Regions from separate parts of the Mus musculus genome. Here all the other regions are linked to region 1. A link is a contact called in public Hi-C and HiChIP or PLAC-seq data. All regions are on one chromosome and are shown on one strand. The core of a region is the stretch at or near the end of the contact, and the rest is flanking DNA. Distances in the headings are between cores, read along the strand shown. Region 1 holds the start of Fam98c (family with sequence similarity 98, member C). Region 2 holds the start of Lgals4 (lectin, galactose binding, soluble 4). Region 3 has its middle 14 kb from the start of Gm38982.

Region 1 (2,700 bases), core at 197-2,696:
TTGTTTTTGGACAGGGTTTCTCTGTGTAGCCCTGGCTGTCCTGGAACTCACTCTGTACATCAGGCTGGCCTCGAACTCAGAAATCCGCCTGCCTCTGCCTCCTGAGTGCTGGGATCAAATTCGTGCGCCACTACGCCCGGCTTTACTTGTTATTAACTAAGGATGCACCTTAACATATGGACCATAATCCTCACACTTTTAAGAATGAGTGCTTGAGGGGGCTGTCGAGATGGCTCAGTGGGTAAGAGCACCAACTGCTCTTCTGAAGGTCCTCAGTTCAAATCCCAGCAACCACATGGTGGCTCACAACCATCCGTAATGAGATCTGATGCCCTCTTCTGGTACGTCTGAAGACAGCTACAGTGTACTTACATATAACAATAAATAAATCTTAAAAAAAAAAAAAAATGAGTGCTTGAAACATTGGGTGTGACACAAACCTATAGTCCCAGATCTTGGGGGGCTAAGATAGGAGGGTCTTAGTGAGGCCAGATTCCATTTAATATATTAATGGCTGGAGAGATGGCTCAGTGGTTAGGAGCACTTGTTCTAGCAGAAGACTTGGGTTTGGTTCCCAGCACCCACACAAGACTTCACGACCACCTGGAAGTCCTGGAAGTCCAGTTGCAGGAGATTGTAAGCCTTCTGACTTCTGTGGGCACAAGGTACGCGCACACACATGCACACGCACACACACACACACACACACACACACACACATACACACACACGACATTCAGGCACATAAAACATATACTTTATTGCCCTTGGATCCCAATCGCATAGATGGAAAAAACCAGTTTGGCAGAAACATTAGCTGGCAAATGGAGTCAACCCCAGTCCCATCGGCTTGCCTCCCCCTTAGGATGGAGTTTCTCAATGGCATCTGCTTTTTCTTTCGAAGGCCTACAGAGGCAGAGAGTCTGGCTAACACTGGACCCACTGTGAGGTGGAAGGAGGGTCTGGCTGAGGTGGGAGAGTGGATGTGAAGACGTGCTGAAAATCTAATCCTAAAGTGGAAGAAAAACAAGTCGGATGGGACTTTCGGTCTGGGGTGCACTAAGAACAAAGGGCAGCTGGGCGTGTCACACGCCTGTCAACCAGCAAACAGAAGGAGGAAGCAGGACTAAGAAGCCAGCCTGAGCTACATAAATGTATAAATCGAGACCCTGCCTCCAAAAGTATAAAAGTTAAATAAGTTGCTTTTTGCTTTTTTTTTTTTTTTTTTTTCTTGAGAGTCGGACAGTAGGGACACCCGAGCCTCCTGCGACCTCGTAGATCCAAACCTCAAGCTATAAAATTTACACTGGACAAGTTACCTGAAGGGTGCGCGTGGCGCGCGACCAAGCCAATAGGAGCGTGGAAGCGCCTTCGCACGAGAATATGGTTGGATAGCAGCGGGAGAGAGGAGGCGGAGGGAAGAGGGGGCGGAGCCTTTCCCTGGCGGAAGGGGGCGCGCGCACCGGGTCCGCAGACGGAGTTGCCATGGATGGGGCCATGGTAGCGGGTGACCTTCTGACACTGGGGTAAAAGATTCGGTGGTGTGGCCTGGGGGTACGGGAAGGGCGCACTCGCCTGGGGACGCGGACGCAGAGGGACTCGCACTGACGCGTGCCCCGCCGCAGGTACGATGCCCTCCCGGAGGGGGCGTCTCGGGGTCCCGCGTGTGCAGACTTCAGGGCGCTGTGCGCGCGGCTGGCGGCCGAGCTGACGGCTCTGGGAGCTCTGGAGCGGCGAGAGGAGGGCACCGCAGTGCTGGGCGCCGGCCACGGTGCGTGAGAAGCTGGGTGGACGGCGGGTAGAGCCGCGGAACCCGCTGCTTCCTGATGGCTTCTTCCTCCCGCAGGCCCGGACACAGAGGAAGAGTTCCTGCGGCAGTTGGCCGGCTGGCTGCGGGCGTTGCACTGCCCGGATCGCGCGCTCTGCGGCGGAGACTGCGCCACCGTGCTGCGGGAGCCCGGCGGCGGCCTGCGTCTGCTGCGTGAGCGAGCTTGGAAGGCCCAGGGTGGTGGCGGTGGGCGGGGCCTCTGAATGGGGCGGGCTCTGACGCTCAGACTGGACTCCCGTGGGTGTGGCCAAAGCTTTGCGGCGAGCTTGAAGGCCGCAGGTAGATAGGCTAGGGTTAATTAAGGCTTGGCTTGAATTCTGACAGAGGCCTCTGAAAACTTTAATGCGTTGAGTTAAACGCCAGTTGGGTGGTTCTGAAGTGGACCCACATCCCCCATTGTCGGTGGGTGAGGCTTACTCTGGGGGAAGGGCCAAGGTTCTGGTTGGGTAGGGATCTACTCCTCTTTTTAGGGTTTCTTTGCTCTGAGCTCCAGGCTGCCCGCCTCTTGCATCTAAGGCTCCAGCGGGATTCTAGCCCTGTGCCATCCTTTGGAGAAGGGACAAAGAAGGCGAATGGCGTTGTTCAGGAACTGACGCTAACTCTTCAAGCCCTGGGGCTCCCCAGACCCCTGCGTGGAACCCTGGCTAGCCAGCTACTTCGGGAGTTTCATGACAAGGTAGAGAGAGTCTCCTCCTGAGGTACCTTACTTGTGGAAAGGAGCCTGTTTTCAAAACCAGCTCTAAAAAGGATGACCCATCGACAGTGGCCATTCGTTCTAATTTGCTTTTTGCTGTGATAAAACACTGACCAAAGCCAGCTTAGGGGAGGAAACCGTTTGTTTCCCTTCACAAGTTACAGCCCACCGTTGAAGG
Region 2 (2,700 bases), core at 172-2,671, 320 kb after region 1:
ACACTTGTGCACACATATGTGTGCCCACACACAAACACAAAGGTGGATGATGCCTGAGAAAGACATTTGAGGTTATCTTCTGTCTCACACAAACATGCATGTACACACACATGTACATATACTCTGCACACACATATATACCAAGCTGAACCATGGAAAAAGCCAAGCCTTAGTGGAATTGCTCTTTTGCACACTGAAACCTGACAATCATCCCATTTTACAGATTGGAAGCTGAAGTACAGAGATGTTCAGTAGCAATCTGAATCACACAGTGGCTGAGTACCCTCCACACACAGGGGACAAGGGAGGTGACCTCAGGGCATGGCTCTGACCTTGTGATCTGAATTAACTCTCAAGTCTGTCACTTCAGGGTATTGTCCCAGTCATAGAGCCACCTCTTGTAGTGACCCCTTCCTGACTTCTCTTGGCCAATCTTGATATGACCCGCACAGCCCTTAGTCTACTAGCCCTCCACTGCTTCCTTCCTTTGCTCACTTCCTAGGTTGGGGTCTCCCTGTTCATTTCTGTCCCCATAGGCCATTTGTACTCCACAAGCCACCAGAGGAACCCTGTGAACAATGGACTCTCAGCATATTTCAAACCACCTGGCATCAGAGTTAGGGAAGGCGAAGGCCCCTCCCTGGGGTGAGCGGGGAAGTGCGCTGGGGACTGTCTCACCGTCTCATGTTCTCTTTGGCCATTCCTTGGATGTAAACGGACATCCCGACACTGAGGCCACCTGGGATGGGTCTCTTGTAGGGCAGAGTCTGTAGAAGGGACCAGGTGAAGAGCCTCAGAGGTTGCCTGCCAGCCACAACCCTTTCCTCTCACCCCAAAGACTCTCAGTCCCTTAAGCGGGGGAGATGAGACTTAGGGTAAGGAGCTAAGGATATGGGTCAATAGGAGAATACTTGCCCAGCATAGCAAAGGGAGAAAACGAGAAAATGGGGCTGGGGAAGAGAGGTGTGGGCTCAGGTGGGCATCTCACCGGATTGTAGGTGGGCTGGTAGCCCGGTGCTGGAACATAGGCCATCTTGAGAGTCTGGGCTGATAGCTTGCCTGGAGAGAAGAGATGTGTGGGAAGTGGTGGCTGGCTGCAGGTGGCCCTTATACTAGAGGGAGTGGCTGGCAGGGGAGAGAGTACAGGAGGTCTCTCTGGTGGAGACTTCTAGGGCACACCCTTGTCTCCCATCCTAGCAGGGATGCTGACCCTCTTAGGGCCCAGACAAGGAGGAAGTATTTCTGGACTTTGCCCTTGCAAGGCTTTATCAGAACCATAAAACCCTGCCCAGAGGACTGTTGGCAGAGGGAGGGTGGATCAGGTGGGCAGGGCAGGGGCTAGGCCACAGGAATGTCTGAACAGGTGGGCAACAGAAGCAGAGTAAAGGGCGGGTACCTCCTGACCCCACACGCTATGTAACAGGGGCCCAGTGCACACGCAGCTGGGGCCACAGGTTCTGGGTTCCAGTTCTGCCATTGGTGGCTGGCTGCAGGTGGCCCTCATACTAGAGTGACCCCAGCACTCGGGAGGCAGAGGCAGAATTACTTGCATGCTCAGGGGCAGCCTTGTCTGCAGAGCAAGACTCTGCCTTAAAAAAAAAAAAATTGCTGGGCACCATGGCAATGACTTTAAACCCTAGCATTTAGAAGATGGAGGAAGGCAGAGTTTGAGGCTCCCCTGCAGTGTCAAACTGGGGAGGGGCAGCTAAGTGGCTTAACAGTTAAATAGTCAATTCTGGAACAGCCAAGGCTATGTAAAAGACCCTGTCTCAGAAAAAGAAAGAAAGAGAGAGAGAGAGAGAGAGAGAGAGAGAGAGAGAGAGAGAGAGAGAAAGGAAGAAAGAGGAGAGGAAAGGAAGGAAGGAAGGAAGGAAGGAAGGAAGGAGAGGTAACAGAGAAAAAAAGGGAAAAAAGAAAAGAAAAAGAAGCTGTGTGGTGGTGGCTCACGCCTTTAATCTCAGCACTCGGGAGGCAGAGGCAGGCAGATTTCTGAGTTGGAGGCCAGCCTGGTCTACAAAGTGAGTTCCAGGACAGCCAGGGTTATACAGAGAAATCCTGTCTCGAAAAACCAAAAAAAAAAAAAAAAAAAAAAAAAAAAAAAGAAGAGAGCGGGCTGGGCCAGAGCTCAGAGGTGGAGCCCTGGGTCTGGCCTGTGTGGGGTCCTGGGCTCCAGCCCCACCGATGCAGGGAAGGAGAGAGCAAATGCTCACCACAGTAGTTAAGTGCCCAACACCGGATCGGCACTCAGCACACAGAAAACACTAAGTAAATGTTTGACCTCTTACACTCATTCCAAACATAAATCCAGATCATTCATGGATAAGAAAACAAACACACAGGGGGGGGGGGGGGGAGGAAACAACTGGCCAGATGTGGTGATGCACCTCGGTAAATAGGAATCTGGTGTCATTCTCAGCTACACAGTGAGTTCCAGGCCAGACTTGTCTACATGAAACTGTATCTAAAAATAAAATTAAATTAAAAGAGGAGTTGGGGAGGGGTGGCTGGGTGGCTTAACAGGTAAAGAAGACACTTGCCACCAAGTTCAACCCAAGGACCCATGTGATGGGAAGAGAATTAACTTCCTCCCAAATGCACACACACTAAGAAGCAACAAAAGTCAGCATGTCTGTAAAGGGCTGCGGAGACGGCAGAGGGGTAAGAGAAGAGCACTTGCTGCTCTTGCAAGGAAAAAAAAAA
Region 3 (2,700 bases), core at 200-2,699, 390 kb before region 1:
GACAGAGGCAGGCGGATCTCTGGGAGTTTGAGGCTAGCATGGTCTACAAAGATAGTTCCAGGATAGCCAGATCTACACATACACTGTCTCAAAACAACAGCCACAAAGATTTTATGTGTGTGTTTCACCGCCACATAACATCTGTGCACAATGTGTGCAGTGCCTGTGGAGGCCAAAAGAGGGTAACAACTCCCTTCAAACTGGAGTTATAGATGGTTAGGAGCTGTCATATGGGTTCTGGGAACTAAAAGGCAGCAGGCTTTCTTAACTGTTTCTTAACTCTTAGCTCTCTGTGAATCATAAAATAGAATATGTATTGTGACCCAAAACCTTGCCTTGTCGCGGTTCTGTTTTTTTCTAGAATTTGACAGACTCCATCAGACCCTTTCATTCGTTGCTTTGTGTAGTAGATGTTGGGGTTCAGGAATTCACCCCACAAACCATACAAACATGGATCTCAGTTAAGCAAGAATAGTTTATTGAATGCACAACCCAAGACTTATTGATCGCAGCCACCAAAAAAAAAACCCAAAAACCTGGGAGCATAATTGTGGTACCAGTCTGTTCTTATCGCAGGCTTTTTTATAGGAAAAGCCAAGTTCAGAAGTTCAGAAGGCAAGGCTGACTAGACAAAGAATTATCAACTAGCTTTTAGGCTGATTGGTCCTGCATGAGGAAAGGAGTGGTGGATGGGTGGTGAACAGGGGAGTCTCGGAGCACTGGGGTGACTGAGCCTGAGAATTACAACCACAGAGCTATGCCCTTTTAGGAGAAGTTGTCAGTGTCATCTGTGCGTAATTCCCTGAGAACCTGAACTGAATTTCATCTTCTGAGCAAAATGGAGACTGAATACAAAATGGCTGCAGTTATGTTCAAAGGAGCTGGCCTCCACAGTAGCTGAGGGAGGGAGCCTATAGCCCGTTTCCCACAATCCCTTAACTGCTACTTTCCAGTTAGGATCCACCAGAGGGGGAGACTCTGGTGAGAAATTAGAAAAGCAGGAAGAAGAAGACGTAGTCTGCCTGGTTCTGACAGTAGAGACCAGTCTGGCCACCCCATCAGCACCAGGAATGGGTATAATGGGTTTCAGGAGTCCCGGTAGGTCCAGCTCTGCCTCCGGCAATTCTACACCAACAGTGGGTGGGCACTAGCATGAAGCTGCTGATCCACCAAGCTTGCCTCCTGGGGTCCACAAGGCTCACACCTCCAGTTTTGTTTCTCTTACCCTACTCCCTCTCCTTCCCTCCCTCCCTCCCTCTCCTTTTCCCTCTCTCCCTCTCCCTCCTCTCCCTCCTCTCTCTTCTCTCTCTCTCTCTCTCTCTCTCTCTCTCTCTCTCTCTCTCTCTCTCTCTCTCTCTCTCTCTGAGACAGGGTTTCTCTGTGTAGGCCCGGCTGTCCTGGAACTCGCTTTGTACACCAGGCTGACCTTGAATGTGCAGAGACCTGCCTGCCTCCGCCTCCAGAGTGCTGGAACAAAGGGCGTGCAGCACCACGCCCAACTCTCCTAGCCTCCTCTTGTGTTTATAACCATTTTCCTATTTTAAACATTAACTGGGAGCTGGGGAGACAGCTCAGTAGGTAAAAACACTTTCCATGGCAGCCTGATGACCTAACTTGAATTCCTGGAACCTGTGTTTTGAAAAAAACAAAAAACAAAAAAAAAACCCCCGGATACCGTGGTAGGCATCCGTAAGCCCAGTACTTCTACAATGAGATGTGAAGACAGAAGCACTGGCCACTCTGGTGACAACGCAGTGCAGTGACAAGAATAACAAGACTGCCTAGGCCAGGTAGAAGTGAAAAAACAGCTCCTCAAAGTTGTTCTCTCTCTCTCTCTCTCTCTCTCTCTCTCTATCTCTCACACACACACACACACACACACACACACCATGGTATACACATGACCCCACCACCACACAATTAAAAAGCATCTGATTGAACTATCTAAAGTATCTGTCTTTAAAAATATTTATTTAGTGTGTGTGTTTTTTGCCTTCATGTGTGCAGTGCCAAAAAAAGCCAGAAGGTGGCGTCAGATCACTTAGAATTGGAGTTGCAGTTTGAGACTCCGTGTGGGTGCTAGGAACCAAATTAGAGGCCTCTGCAAGAGCGGCGGGTGTTCCTGAGCACTGGGCCGTCTTACCAGCCCTGGACATTGGTTTTCTTGCGTGAATTCAGGCCTTGGCAAGATTCTTGATCGGCTTCCCTTTCATTGGCTTTCTTTCTTCCCTGTAGGGAAGCATGGTTGTCAGGCTTCAAGTGTTCATTTTAACAGTGGTCTCAAATCTTTTAAAATTCCACATTGAAGCCGGGCATGGTGGCGCACGCCTTTAATCCCAGCACTTGGGAGGCAGAGGCAGGCGGATTTCTGAATTCCAGGCCAGCCTGGTCTACAAAGTGAGTTCCAGGACAGCCAGGGCTACACAGAGAAACCCTGTCTCAGAAAAAAAAAAAATTGCACATTGAAGCAATAAAACCTTTAATCATTTATACCAATATATGCATGACTATTTGCAAATTATATACTTGTTTTGCTTTTACAATACATCTATTAAATATGACTAACTGGATGCTGGAGAGAGACCTCAACAGGTAAGAGCATAGCTAGTGTTTTCTATTTGTTTTGTTTTTTGTTTTCCTTTTTCTTTTTGTTTTGGCAAAGGGTTTCTCTGTGTAACAGCCCTTGGCCATCCTGGAACT

What was found. Hi-C and Micro-C count contacts between places; a contact is called where the count stands out from the background. HiChIP or PLAC-seq counts read pairs in DNA pulled down with a chosen protein or histone mark.
Region 2: a Hi-C map of rod photoreceptor shows a contact between it and region 1, with 4 times the contacts expected there. The contact joins the promoter of Lgals4 here to the promoter of Fam98c in region 1. A contact is called at or near these places in 1 of 484 Hi-C or Micro-C datasets (rod photoreceptor), 2 of 115 datasets of contacts at active chromatin or transcription factors (astrocytes and pancreatic cancer cells) and 3 of 9 other capture datasets (adipose tissue, liver and pancreatic islet).
Region 3: a contact with region 1 is called in an H3K27ac HiChIP or PLAC-seq map of embryonic stem cells, with 5 read pairs. The contact joins the enhancer-like site here to the promoter of Fam98c in region 1. A contact is called at or near these places in 4 of 39 promoter capture datasets (hippocampal neurons, liver and pre-B cells), 2 of 115 datasets of contacts at active chromatin or transcription factors (embryonic stem cells and stem cell-derived neural progenitor cells) and 1 of 9 other capture datasets (embryonic stem cells).

Annotation. Positions count from the first base shown.
Region 1 is chr7:29,154,956-29,157,655 of GRCm38.p6, reverse strand. It overlaps Fam98c (family with sequence similarity 98, member C), which reads left to right and starts at 1,446. Exons shown (of 8, transcript NM_001146023.1): 1 at 1,446-1,526; 2 at 1,626-1,771; 3 at 1,847-1,981; 4 at 2,299-2,504. The coding sequence starts at 1,486.
Region 2 is chr7:28,832,515-28,835,214 of GRCm38.p6, reverse strand. It overlaps Lgals4 (lectin, galactose binding, soluble 4), which reads right to left and starts at 1,421. Exons shown (of 10, transcript NM_010706.2): 1 at 989-1,421; 2 at 679-767. The coding sequence starts at 1,033.
Region 3 is chr7:29,540,155-29,542,854 of GRCm38.p6, reverse strand. No RefSeq gene overlaps it. Among named protein-coding and RNA genes, the nearest start is that of Gm38982, 14 kb to the left of the region's middle. Within about 2 kb of position 1,449, at least 4 of the 459 cell types and tissues checked have an H3K27ac peak or open chromatin away from gene starts, as enhancers often do. A contact at or near this core is called in embryonic stem cells, where this site is marked.